3 separate regions of the Sus scrofa genome follow, and all the other regions are linked to region 2. A link is a contact called in public Hi-C data. All regions are on one chromosome and are shown on one strand. The core of a region is the stretch at or near the end of the contact, and the rest is flanking DNA. Distances in the headings are between cores, read along the strand shown. Region 1 holds the start of ERCC1 (ERCC excision repair 1, endonuclease non-catalytic subunit). Region 2 holds the start of EML2 (echinoderm microtubule-associated protein-like 2). Region 3 holds the start of FOSB (protein fosB).

The links. A called contact is a pair of places that touch in the nucleus more often than the background predicts.
Region 1: a contact with region 2 is called in a Hi-C map of subcutaneous adipose tissue, with 1.8 times the contacts expected there. The contact joins the promoter of ERCC1 here to the promoter of EML2 in region 2. A contact is called at or near these places in 3 of 47 Hi-C or Micro-C datasets (epiblast stem cells, heart right ventricle and subcutaneous adipose tissue) and 1 of 2 datasets of contacts at active chromatin or transcription factors (alveolar macrophages).
Region 3: a contact with region 2 is called in a Hi-C map of epiblast stem cells, with 2.3 times the contacts expected there. The contact joins the promoter of FOSB here to the promoter of EML2 in region 2. A contact is called at or near these places in 1 of 47 Hi-C or Micro-C datasets (epiblast stem cells) and 1 of 2 datasets of contacts at active chromatin or transcription factors (alveolar macrophages).

The regions. Positions count from the first base shown.
Region 1 is chr6:51,795,137-51,800,071 of Sscrofa11.1, reverse strand. ERCC1 (ERCC excision repair 1, endonuclease non-catalytic subunit) reads left to right here and starts at 1,514. Exons shown (of 9, transcript NM_001159309.1): 1 at 1,514-1,764; 2 at 3,490-3,705. The coding sequence starts at 1,672.
Region 2 is chr6:52,010,290-52,014,701 of Sscrofa11.1, reverse strand. It overlaps EML2 (echinoderm microtubule-associated protein-like 2), which reads left to right and starts at 1,309. Exons shown (of 22, transcript XM_021094571.1): 1 at 1,309-1,642. The coding sequence starts at 1,471.
Region 3 is chr6:51,833,892-51,838,871 of Sscrofa11.1, reverse strand. It overlaps FOSB (protein fosB), which reads right to left and starts at 2,092. Exons shown (of 5, transcript XM_021094557.1): 1 at 470-2,092. The coding sequence starts at 595.

The DNA.
Region 1 (4,935 bases), core at 265-2,764, 210 kb after region 2:
GAGCCTTGTCTGCGACCTACACCACAGCTCACAGCAACGCTAGATCCTTAACCCACTGAGCGAGGCCAGGGATCGAACCTGTGTCCTCATGAATGCGAGTCAGATTTGTTAACCACCGAGTCCCGATGGGAACTCTCAACACTAAGAACTTCTGTGTGACAAAGATAAATTATAAAATGCAAACCATAAGGATGCATTTGGAACATATGTAACTAACAATTAGAATTGGAATCTGTAAAGTACTCCTACAAATGAACAGTAATAAAAAAGGCATAAAACCCCATGAAAAAAATGGGCAAAGGATATGAGCAAGCAACTCACAGAAAACAAAGTGTTTAAGACCAATAAACTCACAAAAAAGTGTTCTCTCTTCTTAGTAATGAGAGAGTTGCTAGTTAGAACAGCGTGATACTATCCTTTCAGGAAATGACTAATACTAACTCATCAACCAGGTCTCTGCCCAGATGTCCTTTCCTCTAGGAAGCTCTTCCTGGCGTTCTGGCTGGGTTACGTGACCCCCTCGCCACCTCCTCCCTGGCCCTCTGGGGTCTCCTATCTCAGCCCTGCCCACCCTGGTTTGTCGCGGTTTGGGAACAGGTCTGCCCCTAAAAATGCGTTGTAAGCTCCAGGAGGGCAGAGCGGAGCTAACGTTATGATGGGTCACCGATGTGTCGCTAGCACTGCCTCACACATGGCTGGGAACAGGAAGGCCCTCCAGGAATATGTGTGGAATAAGGGAATGAATGAAGGGGGAAACAGGTCAAGTCAATGACAAAGCTGGGATTCAAACCCAAGTCTGTCCTGAGAGAGGAACCTAGTGTGGTTGATAGCCCGCCATCTCTTCTTCGCTAAGCCCTGTCCAGAGTCCGGGCACACAAGAAGCGTTCAATAAGGGCACTGAAAGCAAACTGCTTGGCATCGAGAGATGCTCAGACCCAGAGGCAGTGGGCTCTCTCCAACCCCAAACTCAGCAGTCCTCCAAAACCATAGAGAGCTGCGCGGGGAACGCCCCTCTCGATGCTCTCACCCTTAGGGGAACGTTGGGAGTTGGCTGGAGGGCTAGAGAGGCCGGAAGTGCAGCGAGCCCGGGGCCGCGCTGGCCGCGCCGGCGGTGGGACGCCTCGATCTCCCTCCAGTCTTCCCAATGCTCAGGGCCTAGGAGGTGAGTCCTCGGGGTGCTGCGACCACAGGACTGGGGCTAGAGGTGCGGCGGGTGGAGATAGCCTGTGGCGAGTGGCAGCCGCAGAAGCCAATCAGCCGTTTCAGTGGCTGAGTGATGGAGGAGATGGGGCGAGGGGAGGGCATCCAGGTGCGAGCCTTGAGGGGGCAGGGCGGTCGGAGGGTCGGGGACAGTGTGGTCGCACCTGGCAAACGGAAGGCGGAGAACCGTGAGGGCGGGGCGAATAAAAAAGTAGGGGCTCTGAGGCGCGAGGCAAACGGAAAGAGAGGCTCCGTAAGGGGCGGGGCGAGCCGGAGGTGGTGGGTGGATCGATGGGGCGGGGCCTTCGAGATACTGCGCGCAAGGTGTCTGGAGCTGGACCGTATGGACTCCTGGGATTTCGGAGTGGGGATGGCTGTGACTGGGTGTTCCTCCCGGGGTGATGGGAATGCCGATCTCGTACTTGCTGCCGATGCTACGCCTTCATTTTCAGACCCCAGAAGGACCTTGCGATGGACGAAGAGGGAGGCCAGAAGCCGGCTGCCTCACCCACAAGGAAGAAATTCGTCATACCACTGGACGAGGATGAAGTCCCTCCTCCTGGGGTAGGACTAGGAGATGAAGGGACTGCTAGGAGGCTTGGAGGGGGGCGGTCTGCGGAGAAAGGGGGACAGGATGGGGCCTTTGGGACCACAGTGTGGGTTAGAAAGTGTTGGGGCCTGGGTCACCTTGAGAAAACAGTCCTTTGCCCTCTGCAAGTCTCATTTTCTCTACCTGTAAAATGTCATGGTCAGGAGCGCTAAGGCAGAGGCCACAAACTGGCAGCTGGGCAATAGTCCTGCGATATGGTTTATGCAGCCAGCACCCTGGTTCTGCAAGGCATGAATTCATTGCTGATATTTAAGAATTGGAGGAGTTCCTGTCGTGGCTCAGTGGTTAGCGAATCCGACTAGGAACCATGAGGTTGTGGGTTTGATCCCTAGCCTTGCTCTGTGTGTTAAGGATCTGACGCTGCCATGAGCTGTGGTGTAGAGGTTGCAGACGTGGCTCGGATCCCGCGTTGCTGTGGCTGTGGTGTAGGCTGGCAGCTATAGCTCCGATTCGCCCCCTAGCCTGGGAACCTCCATATGCCACCGGAGTGGCCCTAGAAATGGCAAAAAGACAAAAAAAAAAAAAAAAAAAAAGAATTGGAAGGTTCGGAGTTCCCGCTGTGGCGCAGGGGGTTAAGAACAGGACGGCAGCAGCTAGGGTCGTTTTGGAGGTGCGGGTTGGATCCCAGACTGGATGCAGTGGGTGAAAGGAATTTCGCATTACTGCAGCTTTGGCTCAGATTCAGTCCCTGGCCTGGAAACTTCCATATAAAGTGGCTGCGGCCATTAAAAAAAAAAAAAAGAATAATTGAAAGTTTTTTTTTTTTAAAGTCTGCACCTTTGAGGAGTTCCTGTTGTGGCGCAGTGGAAATGAATCCGATTAGGAACCATGAGGTTGCAGGTTTGATCCCTGGCCTCACTCAGTGGGTTAAGGATCCCACGTTGCTGTGAGCTGTGGTGTAGGTCACAAATGCGGCTCAGATCTGGTGTTGCTGTGTCTGTGGTGTAGGCCAGCAGCAACAGCTTCGGTTCGACCTCTAGCCTGGGAACCTCCATATGCAGCGGGTGTGGCCCTAAAAAGACAAAAGACAAAAAATAAAATAAAAAAAGTAAAGTCTGGACCTTTGACCTCTTTTGGTAAATAAAGGATCTCATTCCCACAGCTAAGTACTGGCTGCTACCTATGTGCAATAAAGAAAAAGAAGGTAGGCTAAGGATATAGGGTGTGATGGGGAGAAGAGCTACCTTGAAACAGTCAAGGGAGGGCTTCTTGGAGGAGATGATGCCTGTGCAGGGATGTGCAAGAGATAAGAGAATGAGCTATGTGACGTCAGAGGGGAGAGGGAACAGCCAGTGCAAAGGCCCTGAGGTCAGAGAGAACCTGATAAGTTGTAGGGCTGCAAGGAGGCAGTGGGGCTGGAGTAGAGAAAGCCAGGGAGAAGAGGTAGCCAGGCATGAGATCCCTGAGGCAAGGGGGCAGGGACAGATCTTTAAGAGTCTCGAGGGCTGTGGTGACAGCTTTGGTTTTGCTCTGAGGCAGGAGCCACTTAAGGGCTCTGAGCAGAGGAGGGACGTGATATGACTCTGTGGGGAGCAGGCTGTGGGGGGAAAGGGCAGAGGCTGGGAGCTGATTCGGAGGGACTGCAGTGGTCCAAAGGAGAGAAGATGGTGGCTGGGACCCGGGTAGATGCCGAAGAGGTGGGGAGATTTTTGTGTGTCCTCTCGCATTTCTTCCCACAGGCCAAGCCCTTATTCAAATGCACACGGAGCCTGCCCACCGTGGAGACCCCACCCCAGCCGGCCCCGCAGACCTATGCTGAGTACGCCATCTCAGGACCTCCAGGAGGGGCTGGAGCCACACACCCCACGGGGCCAGAACCCCTGGCAGGAGAGACCCCCAACCAGGCTCCCAAACCAGGAGCAAAATCCAACAGCATCATTGTGAGCCCCCGGCAGGTGAGGAGGGGGATGGAGAAGTGGGGCTTTGGGGTTTGTGTGGGAAAAACCATTATAGGAATGACTTTCTTTCTTTCTTCCTTCTTCCTTCGGCCATGCCTGCAGCATATGGCAGTTCCTGGGCCAGGGACTGAGCTTGGGCCACAGCAGTAACCCAAGCCACAACAGTGACAGCTCTGAGCAAGGCCCAGGATCCAACCTGAGTCTTCATGGCTACTAGTTGTGTTCTTAACCCGCTGAACCACAATGGGAACTCCAAGGCTGCATCATTTTACATTCCCACCATCAGGGGATGAAGGTCCCACTTTCATCTTTTCCTCACCATTTGTCATTGTCTGTCTTTTGGATTTGGGTCATTCTAGTGGTGTGAAGTGGACAAAATAGTCCTTTAAGGAGTTCCCGTCGTGGTGCAGTGGTTAACGAATCTGACTAGGAACCATGAGGTTGCGGGTTCGATCCCTGGCCTTGCTCAGTGGGTTAAGCATCTGGCGTTGCCATGAGCTGTGGTGTAGGTCTCAGACGCAGCTCAGATCCCGCGTTGCTGTGGCTCTGGCGTAGGCTGGTGGCCGCAGCTCCGATTAGACCCCTAGCTTGGGAACCTCCATATGCCACAGGTGTGGCCCTAAAAAGACAATACAAAAATAATAATAATAATCCTTTAAAAATTAAAATGGAAGTTCCTGTTATGGCTCAGCAGAAACAAATCTGACTAGTATCCATGAGGTTGCGGGTTCAATCCCTGGCCTTGATCAGTGGGTTAAAGATCTGGTGTTGCCATGAGCTGTGGTGTAGGTCGCAGATGTGGCTCGGATCTGGCGTTGCTGTGGCTGTGGTGTTGGCTGGTGGCTGCAGCTCCGATTTGACCTGTAGCCTGGGAACTTCCATGTGTTGCAGGTGTGGCTGTAAAAAAAAAAAATTAAAATTGGATCCCGCACTCCCTTGCCCAAAGCCTTTCCACGGTCCCTGGTGCCTCAAGCCCAGATGGCCCGGAGCCTGTGGGACTGGGGACCCTGCGGACCCTTCCCGCCCAGCTGCTCTGACCCCCACACCCTTATTAGAGCTGAATTGCACGTCACTTGGTAATTACACGTTCGTCCCTGAGATAGTTTTGTGTACTGTCTGTGTCCCCATGAAGGCAGGGATCTTGGTCCTCTGGTCACAGCTGTATCCCCAGCCTTTAGACACACAGTAGGCACTCAGATACCTGGATGGATCCGAGCTCAACTTGGA
Region 2 (4,412 bases), core at 60-2,559:
CCTAGAACAGAGTTTGGCACATACGAGGCACTCAGTAAACTTTTTTTTTTTTTTTTTTTTGTCTTTTTAGGGCTGCACCTGAGGCACATGGAAGTTCCCAGCTAGGGGGTCCAATGGGAGCCATGGCCGCAGGCCTATGCCACAGCCACAGCAAGGTCAGGTATGAGCCACATCTGTGACCTACACCACAGCATGTGGCAATGCTCCCACTGAGCGAGGCCAGGGATTGAACCTGCATCTTGATGGATACTAGTCTGGTTCTTAACCTGCTGAGCCACAACGGAACTCCCAGTAAACACTGTTAAACGATATGACCTCACACTTTCCGGATGTGGAAACAGGTTCAGGGTCACAACCAGAAAGTGGTGGAGTCAGGATTCAAACCCAGGTCAATCTGGTTTCAAAGCCCTGGGCTTCCAAGGTCTGCCTGTGTCAAAGGCAAGTCTTTTCTGCTTTGGGCTCCTGCCTATAAAGCACGGTCTGGGTCACTTCTAGGGGTTGAGCTTCAGTGGGGACTTGGGGAAGGTGGTCCAGTATTCTTTAAATCCATTGTCAGGTTTTGTACCCTCCCCTCTTCCTCCAGCTTCCGAGACTGCTCCGACTGACACCGCCAGCCGGCCAGGCATCACAGCTGTGCCTGCGTCAAAACCCGGACTGGATAATAAGGTTGTGGAAGATGAAGGCTGTAAGGGAGGAGCTAATGGTCTGGGGCTGCGGATAAAGAAGTGGAAGGAAAGGTTAAGGAGGGACTAAGAGACTTGGGGGGAGGGATCTAAACTCCAGGGGTCGAGCCAATTCTATCCGGAGGCCGGGTCAAGGCTGCTGGACTAAGTACCATCCTCCTGAGATGCTTAGGGGGCGGTGCCAAAGGCTCTGGGGGCGGGAATGGAACTTTAGCTCCCGGCGGGATTCTGGGGGTGGAGCTTAGCACCCCGGGGGCGGGTACAGATAGAATAAACAAGAGCTCTAAGAAATAGGCTTGAATAAGAGTTCCAGGGCGGAGCTAGTGGATATCTAGGTGGATTTGAGGCTTTAGGGTCGGGCTCTCGTCTTGCAAGGGGGATTTTTCGAAAATCCAGAAAAAGATGAGGGAGGTTTGGGCAAATATGGAAGTGTCTTCTCCCACCTTAGCTTCCTCTAAAAGCCAGGGGCTACGCTTCAGGCTGAAAAGCAGAGAAGGCCCTGCCCCTTCCAATCCTTCTGCATCCCTGTTGGCTGAGGGGCCTGCGCGACAGGTTCTCATTGGTCCTGAACAGGCGAGGAAGGGGTCTAGAGAGAATACGCGCCTGTTGTGGGCGGGACCAGACAGTACCGAGGGGGATCTCAGCTCAACCAATCCCGGCCTGAGGATTGTGTTGGGGGGCCTGGCAGGAGGTGTCCCGATCCCCCCTTTCTGGGCATCCTGGGGGATGACCCCGGTGCCAGGCCCGGCGCCGGCCGCCTGATGCCGCCGGGCGGGCAAAGCCCGGGATGCTGGAACGAAGGGCGTTGCTATGGCAACGGGAGGCAGGGCCTGGGGGGGAAGACCGGGCCCGAGCTGGGGCCGGGGGGGCCGGCAGTGGCTGTGGCGGGGTGATGGCGGAGCGCGGCCCGGCCTTCTGCGGCCTTTACGACACATCCTCGCTGCTTCAGTACTGCAACGGTGAGACCCCTCCTCAGTTCCAACCCTGGCCCCGCCCAGGGCTCGACCTATCGCCTCTTGCCCCAACCTTCTTCCAAATCCCCATCCTTGCCGCTTGCTGAAGATTCTCCTTTCTCCCCAGCAGGACCCTGACCCCAGAGCAAAGTCCCTGATCCCCAAAGCCCTGATCCCTGTCCTCCACGCTCTTTGGCCCTCCCCTTTTTCGGAGGTGGCTGAACCGGGAGAAGGGGCAGAACCTCCGGGAGACTGGGGTTGAAGGAGGAGAGGCCTGAAGGTCTGGAACTCTGCCCTCCCTATCCCCTCTCATTGCTCTGGGACCCTCCCCCTTCTCCCTGGCAGAGGGACACATTAGGGGGAGAGTGGCATTTAGTGTTGGCTTGTGGGCTGGGTGTGGGACCAGGAAGGATGACCAGAGGACTTTGCCTCTGCTATAGCCCCCAAATCCTCAGGCCCCGCCCATCCCACCCATTAGGACTCACCCCTTCTCCCTAACAAATGGGTGTGATGCAAGAAGGGCCACTGTGGGTGTCAGGCCCATGTGAGGGGAGCTGGAGGCAGAGGGGAGGAGGGACGGGAGGAGAAGTGGGAAGTGGGGGCCGGATTCTGGGCAAAAGGGCTGGGAATGGTCAGGAGGGAGCTGAGGACCTGAGTCAATGTGGGTGGGGGGTGGGCAGGCCAAGGCCTCAGAATGCGGCTGGCTCTCTGGATGGGTGCTGAAGGGCCAAGGAGAAAGCTTCTCTATTTCACTCAGGGGGTCCCTGAGAAGAGCTGTCTTGCATTTGCAGGCTTATTCCCCTGGGTACGCACCCCAGTGTCAGGGACCACTGGAGTTAGCAGAGGACCGGAATGCTCATTTTGTCCTCCTCTGCCCTCTCATGGGCAGGCTAACAGGTGCCTAAGCCTGGGTCAGGTACATGTTTTACTGCTGAAAGGCTGTGTGTCCATGCACCAGTAATTTCATCTCTCTGGGCCTCAGTCCCCTTCCAACTTCTCTCCTCCTAAAATGGGTAAAACACCACAGCTACTAGAGTTACTGGGTGTCCTGGGTACCATAGTAGCAGTTAATTATATTCCAGATTTACTGAGCACATAGAAGAGCCAGGTAAGGTGTTAAACGTTTTGCAAGAAGAGCGCCTGCCACATGTAAGCTCCCTATATCAGATCTCACTTTGGGGTAGTATTATTAATAGTAGCTAAGAGGGGTCTTGGCACATCGACGTGATTGTACCCTCCTGTACTTCACCTCGTGGCTGTGTGACCTCTGGGGAGTCTCTACGCACTCCCCCAACCTCCGATTCAGTTTCCTTTTTCGCAACAGTACCCTGAGATTACTCCTCTTATAAGTTCCGAGTCCTGATGTCTGGCTCTCTCCCTCGGATCCCCAGAGGCCCCCACCTTCTAATGCAGGTCCAGGCACCGGACCAGAGAGGCACTGTGTGGGGGGCAGGGCAGGCAGGGCCGGGCAGACGATTGGGCCGCGGGGTGAGGGGGAGGGACAGACGGCTGCACTGCGGAGCCCAGCGGCAGGGCGGGGCGGCCTACGGACACGGGATGGCAGGTGCCTCCATGCCCTGTTCCCGTTAATGCTACCACCTTTACTTCCCATCAACTCGGAGCCAGGTCTTCCTCAGTTACTGCCAGCAATGAGTCTGGGTATGCGTGGTCTGGGAAAGGTGGGGACCACCCTGGTCCTCTGCTCCTCCCACTTCGGGAAAATGTGCGGGGGGGTGGGGGGCGCGAGGCGGCGGGAGATGGAGGAGGAGTTATTTGGCTACACCCCAGGCCTGGAAACAGGGGCGTGGGGTACAGAAGCTAAATAAATTAGGGAAAATAAGGAAGGGAAACAGGGGGAAAGCTCCGTTTGGGGGAGAGAGTTTGAGTGTCAGATCTCCGGGGTTATCTTCCTTCCATGGGTCTCGGGTCTTTGATGTGCTGCCTGCACCTCGCAAATCTGCCGCCAGGGGCCGCTGAAACCCTGTCCTTGTAGCAGGCTCCAGGGTCGAACACTTTATAAAAATTGTTATTATTTGTCTTTTTGCGCCGTACTAACGGCATATGGAAGTTCCCAGGCTAGGAGTCGAATGCAGGCCTACCCCCGCAGCCACAGCAACGCTGGATCGGAGCCGCGTCTTTAATCTACACCACAGCTCATGGCAACGCGGGATCCTTAACCAACCGAGCCAGGCCAGGGATGGAACCCGCGTCCTCATGGATACTAGTCGTGTTCCGTACCTCTGAGCCACGACGACCAGAACTCCTGGGGGCCAAACACTTTAGTGAGGAGAGCATAGGAAGGGGAGGGAACAGGTAGGACCCTTTTGGCTTGGAAAGTTTTTGATATGGAGAAGGAACGTTAGTATCTGCGATAAAATATTGCCATCCGTCAAAGAATATTGGGGAGCAATTCGAGAATGTTAGTCACTACAAAATGTCGTCAGGAAAAAAGTTGGTGTCATCCTTAAAATGTTGCTAATCACTCATATGTATTCATCATCTTAGTCATACAATCTTAAAACCAGAGTCGAGAGGCTCTCGATTCATAGACTCTTAGAAGGTTAGAGAGGAAGGGACTTCCCTAAGGTCACACCTCCAGGGCGCTGCGGCAGAGAGAGATGTTTGGGGACAAGGGCTGAGAGCAATGGGGATTTCCTTCCCCTCTCAGAGCCCTCTTTTTTGGCTCCCATCCAAGCGTCCCAGCCCGAGGTTGCGGGAGGGGAAGGGGGCGTGGCCGGCCCAGGTTAGACCGGGAAGCCAGGAGGGACACCTCATC
Region 3 (4,980 bases), core at 843-3,342, 180 kb after region 2:
GCAGCGCCACCGAGGTTTTGCGGCCCGCCTTCCCGCTGGGTCGAGGGTGACCCGGCGCCAGAGTAGGCGCTCGGATGGAGGAGGAAAAGGAAGGAGGCTACTGGAAGCTTCTCCGGGATTTCCCCCACCTGCCTGACCGCGCTAGCTTCAGGTTGGTGATGGAGTGGGGGGCAGCCCCGAAGCCGGCTAAAAGTTCTCAGCCCTGCTACCGCAAACACGTTGCACTGAACATTGCACTCTCCCCACCCCCAAAGCTTACCCCTCTGTATTCCCTTCCTACGCTCCACGCACACAACCAATTGCAAGTCCGGACTCTGCAGTTTGCAGAGTGCTCCGCGAAGCTATTCCCTCTCCGATCTTAGGTTTTGACGCGTCCTTATCTGGGGAAAGGGAATTGATTGCCCCCTCCACCCTTGACTTCAAAAAATTTGTAAACCACAAAGCAGCACCTCAGCCCTCCAGAACTTACCTGAGAGGCGGCGGCGGTGGGTGGACTGCCGAAGGAGTCCACCGAAGACAGATACTGAGACTCGGCGGAGGGTGAAGAGCTGCACCGGGAGCCGGAGTCGTAGTCTCCGGGGAAAGCTTGAAACATTTCCCTGGGCACAGGGGGGCCCCTGTGACCACGCTGAGGTCGCCGGGAAGCCAAGGCTATGGCCGGGTGGGGGAAGAAAGGTGCGAGTCCGGGGTGAGCCGAGCGCGTCCCCCAAGTGCGCTGTCCGGGGAAACTCGAGGTGAGAGCAGCGTCCCGCTCCAACAATGGCAAAGTTTCTGTGTAATTCCTTTGCGGTGCCCAGGCCCCCACAAGATGCCGCTGTGCCTCCTGAAAGTCCCGGCTCCGTAGGACCAAGGGGCGATGGGGGATCGCTCCCCCAGGGGTGGAAAGCTCAGTCCTGCTGTACAGAATCTGCTTCGGGAGTGGTCCCCTCCACGCGTCCGGCGGGTCCCACAAGGGGGAAGGGAGTAATAAAGAAGACGAAAAAAAGTAAGTAGATCCTCCAAAAGAAAATGTAGAATTATCTAGAAGAAGCCGTCCAAAAACTTTCCGGAAAAAAAATAATAAAGCGAATTTCACAGCCCCCAAGAAGAAGAACCACAACAATCAAGTCCCAGCTCCGTGTGTCCCTGCCTTGGCCGTAGCTCTCAGTCTTATGAATGAAGCCCAGAGCAGCCTGTATTTATATGCCCGGGGCCCGGCCCTCTGCTTACGTCACCTGTCCGGCACTTCACAAACTTCTCAATATCTCCGGCCCTGGGAGCCGAGCCCCGCACCGACCGGTAAGAGGTCTGCCCTAACTTCGATCTGATCACCTGTATCACCCTTGTTGCCCTGGGGGTCTTGGGGGCTGCGTTCTGGAGCACTCGGCGGGAGGGGATCCCGGCCTGGTCTCCCCAAAGTTCCTGTGACGCAATTAGCCATATAAGGAGCTCGGCGCGAGAGGCTGAGTGTTTGTTTGGTATCCTAGCAATTACGTCAGAGGGAATCCCTCGCTAGCTCGCGCTCGCCTCGCGCGCCTGCGGAACCCGCCCGCGCCTGCGCAGTGCGGCGCCGCCCTGGGGGCTGGTATTAATAGGCTATTAAGCTGGTCCTGGGTAGGACCCCGGCGGAGAAGACCCCAGACCCCAGCTGGGGGGCGGAGGTCCCCTTTCACTTCTGGCTGCCGCTCCCACTTGTGGTGGTGCGGCGCCCTCTCTCGGGAGGAAGGTCGGCTCTTTAAAGGGAGACCCAGGCTAGTGTCGTGTGGTCACATAGGCGGAGAAACTGAGTCCAGAGCTGAGAGGGAGGAGCTGTGATGCTCCAGGTGAAAGTGGAGGTGGGAGTGGAGTCCCGAGGCTCCTACCAGCTTGTGCCCCGACTGGTTGTTCGCGCTTGAAAAATGGATTTCCTTTCGGAGCTTCAGCTTCACTTTTCCCAGAGTGGGGGGCAAAGGATGTGTGTCTTGGACCCTGCCGCCAGTCCCGCCCCGCCAAGGTTCAGCATTTGGGAGATACGCGAGTTTGGAGGGGATGGGTAATGAAACTCAGGGCGAAGTGTCCCTGCTGCTGATGGTGTGATTAATCTCTCCTTTCTGCTTTATAATCCTGTCTGCAATCAGAAAGAATGGGGGGGCATAATAAATAATAGTAGTCATGATGCTAATAGGTGCCATGAATTACCAAACCAGCTCTGTATTAAGCCTTTCAATACAATATTTACAGTTCTTAAAACAGCTTTGCATGGGTAAGAGAAGAAAATCCTCATTTTATAAAAGAGAAAATGATAGAGAAGTTGCAGCTTGCCCAAGATCCCATCGCAAGAAATGCAAACCCAGAATTCCTATTCTCTTTCTGAGTTCTGAGAACTGCCTGGTTCAGTGAAACGCCCTGAAAAAAGCCTGGGTGTTGGGATTGTTTGAGTAACAGCTTCTACTGATAGAAGTTACAAGTCTTGCAAACCTACCCCTGTCCGCTCACAGTGTACACTGTTATAACGCAGGCTTAGAGGGGCAAATTGCTTACCTGGCCACCCAGTTTGGAAATGGGTTCAAGAGTCTAATTAGGGTATTTCAGACACCACAGCCTCCATCTCTTAGGCACCCGCCTGTACAGATCTCACCAGCTGCTTCATAAACCTGGGTTCCTGGCACTCCCCTCTCAGGGCACAGAGGGAGAAGCACTTTAAAACTGTGGAATTCCCACAGGCCCAGAGATGGGGAGGACCTGCCTCATCATCACATAGCAGGTCTGAAGCGGAGCAAGAGGGCTTGGGTGGTTCCTGACTCCTAGGACGTTTCGATTCCCTGTCCCAGTAGTGGGGAGGGGGGAGGGGGCTGCGGAAGGCCAAAGGGGCATGGGGGCAGCACAGGGAGGTTGAGTTTTCCAGACAAAAGCCCAGCCTCAAACACCTTGTTCCTCCACGCCCCCTCTGTCTGTCACCAGTCTGGGAGTAGGGACAGGGACGAGGAGATGACACAGCAACCACCAGCAGGCAGTGACTCGGCCCCAGCATCAGACAGGGAGTGACCCCTCGTTCCTGTGCCATCCAAGCCCCTCATCTCCTCTCCCACGGAATAAGGGAGACACACCAGTACCTACCCTGGCCGCCCGGAGGCCTTCACACCCTGGCCCAGGTGGCCCCTGCATCCCCACAGCAGCCAGCACGTACTCACAGGGTCACACCCAGGCATTCAGACATTCACCTCCAGGCAGCAACACACACACGGCCACATGGAGAAACAGATTCCACACACACACGCACACACACACCTTCATGTGGTTCCCAACACATGTGACACTATCCTCACTACAGATGCACATGGGTGCTCTTCATACACAATTACAAGAGTTAGTTCTTCCGAGCACTCATATTAACTTATTTAATTCTCACAACACTACTCTGAAGTAGGAACTATCATTTTTCAGGCAAGGAAACGGAGACCCAGAGAGGTGAAGTCACTTGCCTAGAGTCACACAGCAAATTAGTGGTGGAGCTGGGATAAAAATGTAGCCTATGGGGCTTAAGAGCCCATGCTTTTAATTATTGTTTAGTAAGTTATGAGAGTTCCTGTTGTGGCTCAGTGGGTTATGAACCCAACTAGTATCCATGAGGATGCAGGTTCGATCCTTGGCCTTGCTCAGCAGGTTAAGGATCCCGAGTTGCCCTGAGCTGTGGTGTAGGTCACAGACACTGCTCAGATTCCATGTTGCCATGACTGTGGCATAAGCTGGCAGCTCTGCTCCTATTCTCTGACTCGACCCCTAGCCTGGGAACTTCCATATGCTGCGTATGTGGCCCTAAAAAGACTAAATACATAAATAAGTAAAATCAGTTACATATGTCAATACATTCACATGCAGATGGTCACATTCATACGGACACTGGGCATTCACCGCCCCCGCCAAACAGGCAGACCCAGAATCTAGGTGGCCTGGCCTTATGTGCTGGCCCCACCACTTAGTAGTTGGGTGAACTTGAGCTAGTCCTGTCTGGAGATTCAGTTTCCTTGTCTGGGAAAGGAGAGCGGGCATAGTGCCCAACTCATGGAGTTGGTGAAGCATTATGTGAAGTAACGCTCCTGGGACGTGCCTGGCACATCGTAGAGGTTTGTTTGGTTTTTAAAGCAAAGCCACCCTGACCTTTGCAGATGTAGACCTTCTAACATGTCACCTGACACAGAGCTACATAGGATCACATTATAGCTTTCGTGGGTCCTGGGCACTCTTGCCTTTGTGGGCCTCTTTCTCCATAAAGACATCTTTAAAATTACTTTTCATCACTTTGTTGGTATTAAAAAATATCCTATAGTCTAACATTTTATTTGACCCAGAAGTTCAGTTTTTCTTTGATTTTAAGAGATTAGGAGTTCTTGCTGTGGCGTGGTTCACAGCTGTGGCTGGAATTCACTCATTGGCCTGGGAACTTCCATATGCCACAGATTCAGCCAAAAAATAAAATAAAAATAAATAAATAAATAAAATAAACATTTTCATGGACCCTTAACATTGTGATGGGCCCTAGTACCATGCCCTTTGTGCCGAAGGGAAAAATTGGCTCTGGAGACACACACACACCCACACCCACACACACACACTCATACACAGAGTCTCACTCAAATACACACATGGACGTGCACACCCCGCACACAGAGCATGGGGTGGCCAAGGCAGGTCTTTCCCCATGAGGCTCAAGCCCAGGGAGCTTCCAGGACGAGGAGGACTTGAGGGTGGGGGAGGGCAGGATCCCTGCTCCGTCTCCCGAGGTCTTGGCTCTGCATGGGGGGGGGGCTTCTGCCCCGACAGGGTGGGGCTGGGGGGGCAGTGGCAGCTCTTTGCTCACAGCATCCTGTAAACAGTCCTGGGGCCCGATTCTGCCAAAGGGAGCCCTCAGCCCATCTTGCCATTCTTTTGGCTAAACCCTTTCTACTCTGTTCCTCAGTTTCCCCATCCATAGGGCGAGAAGGAAGGTTGACGGTGCACTCTGGAAGTTCTTTCTGGTTCTGA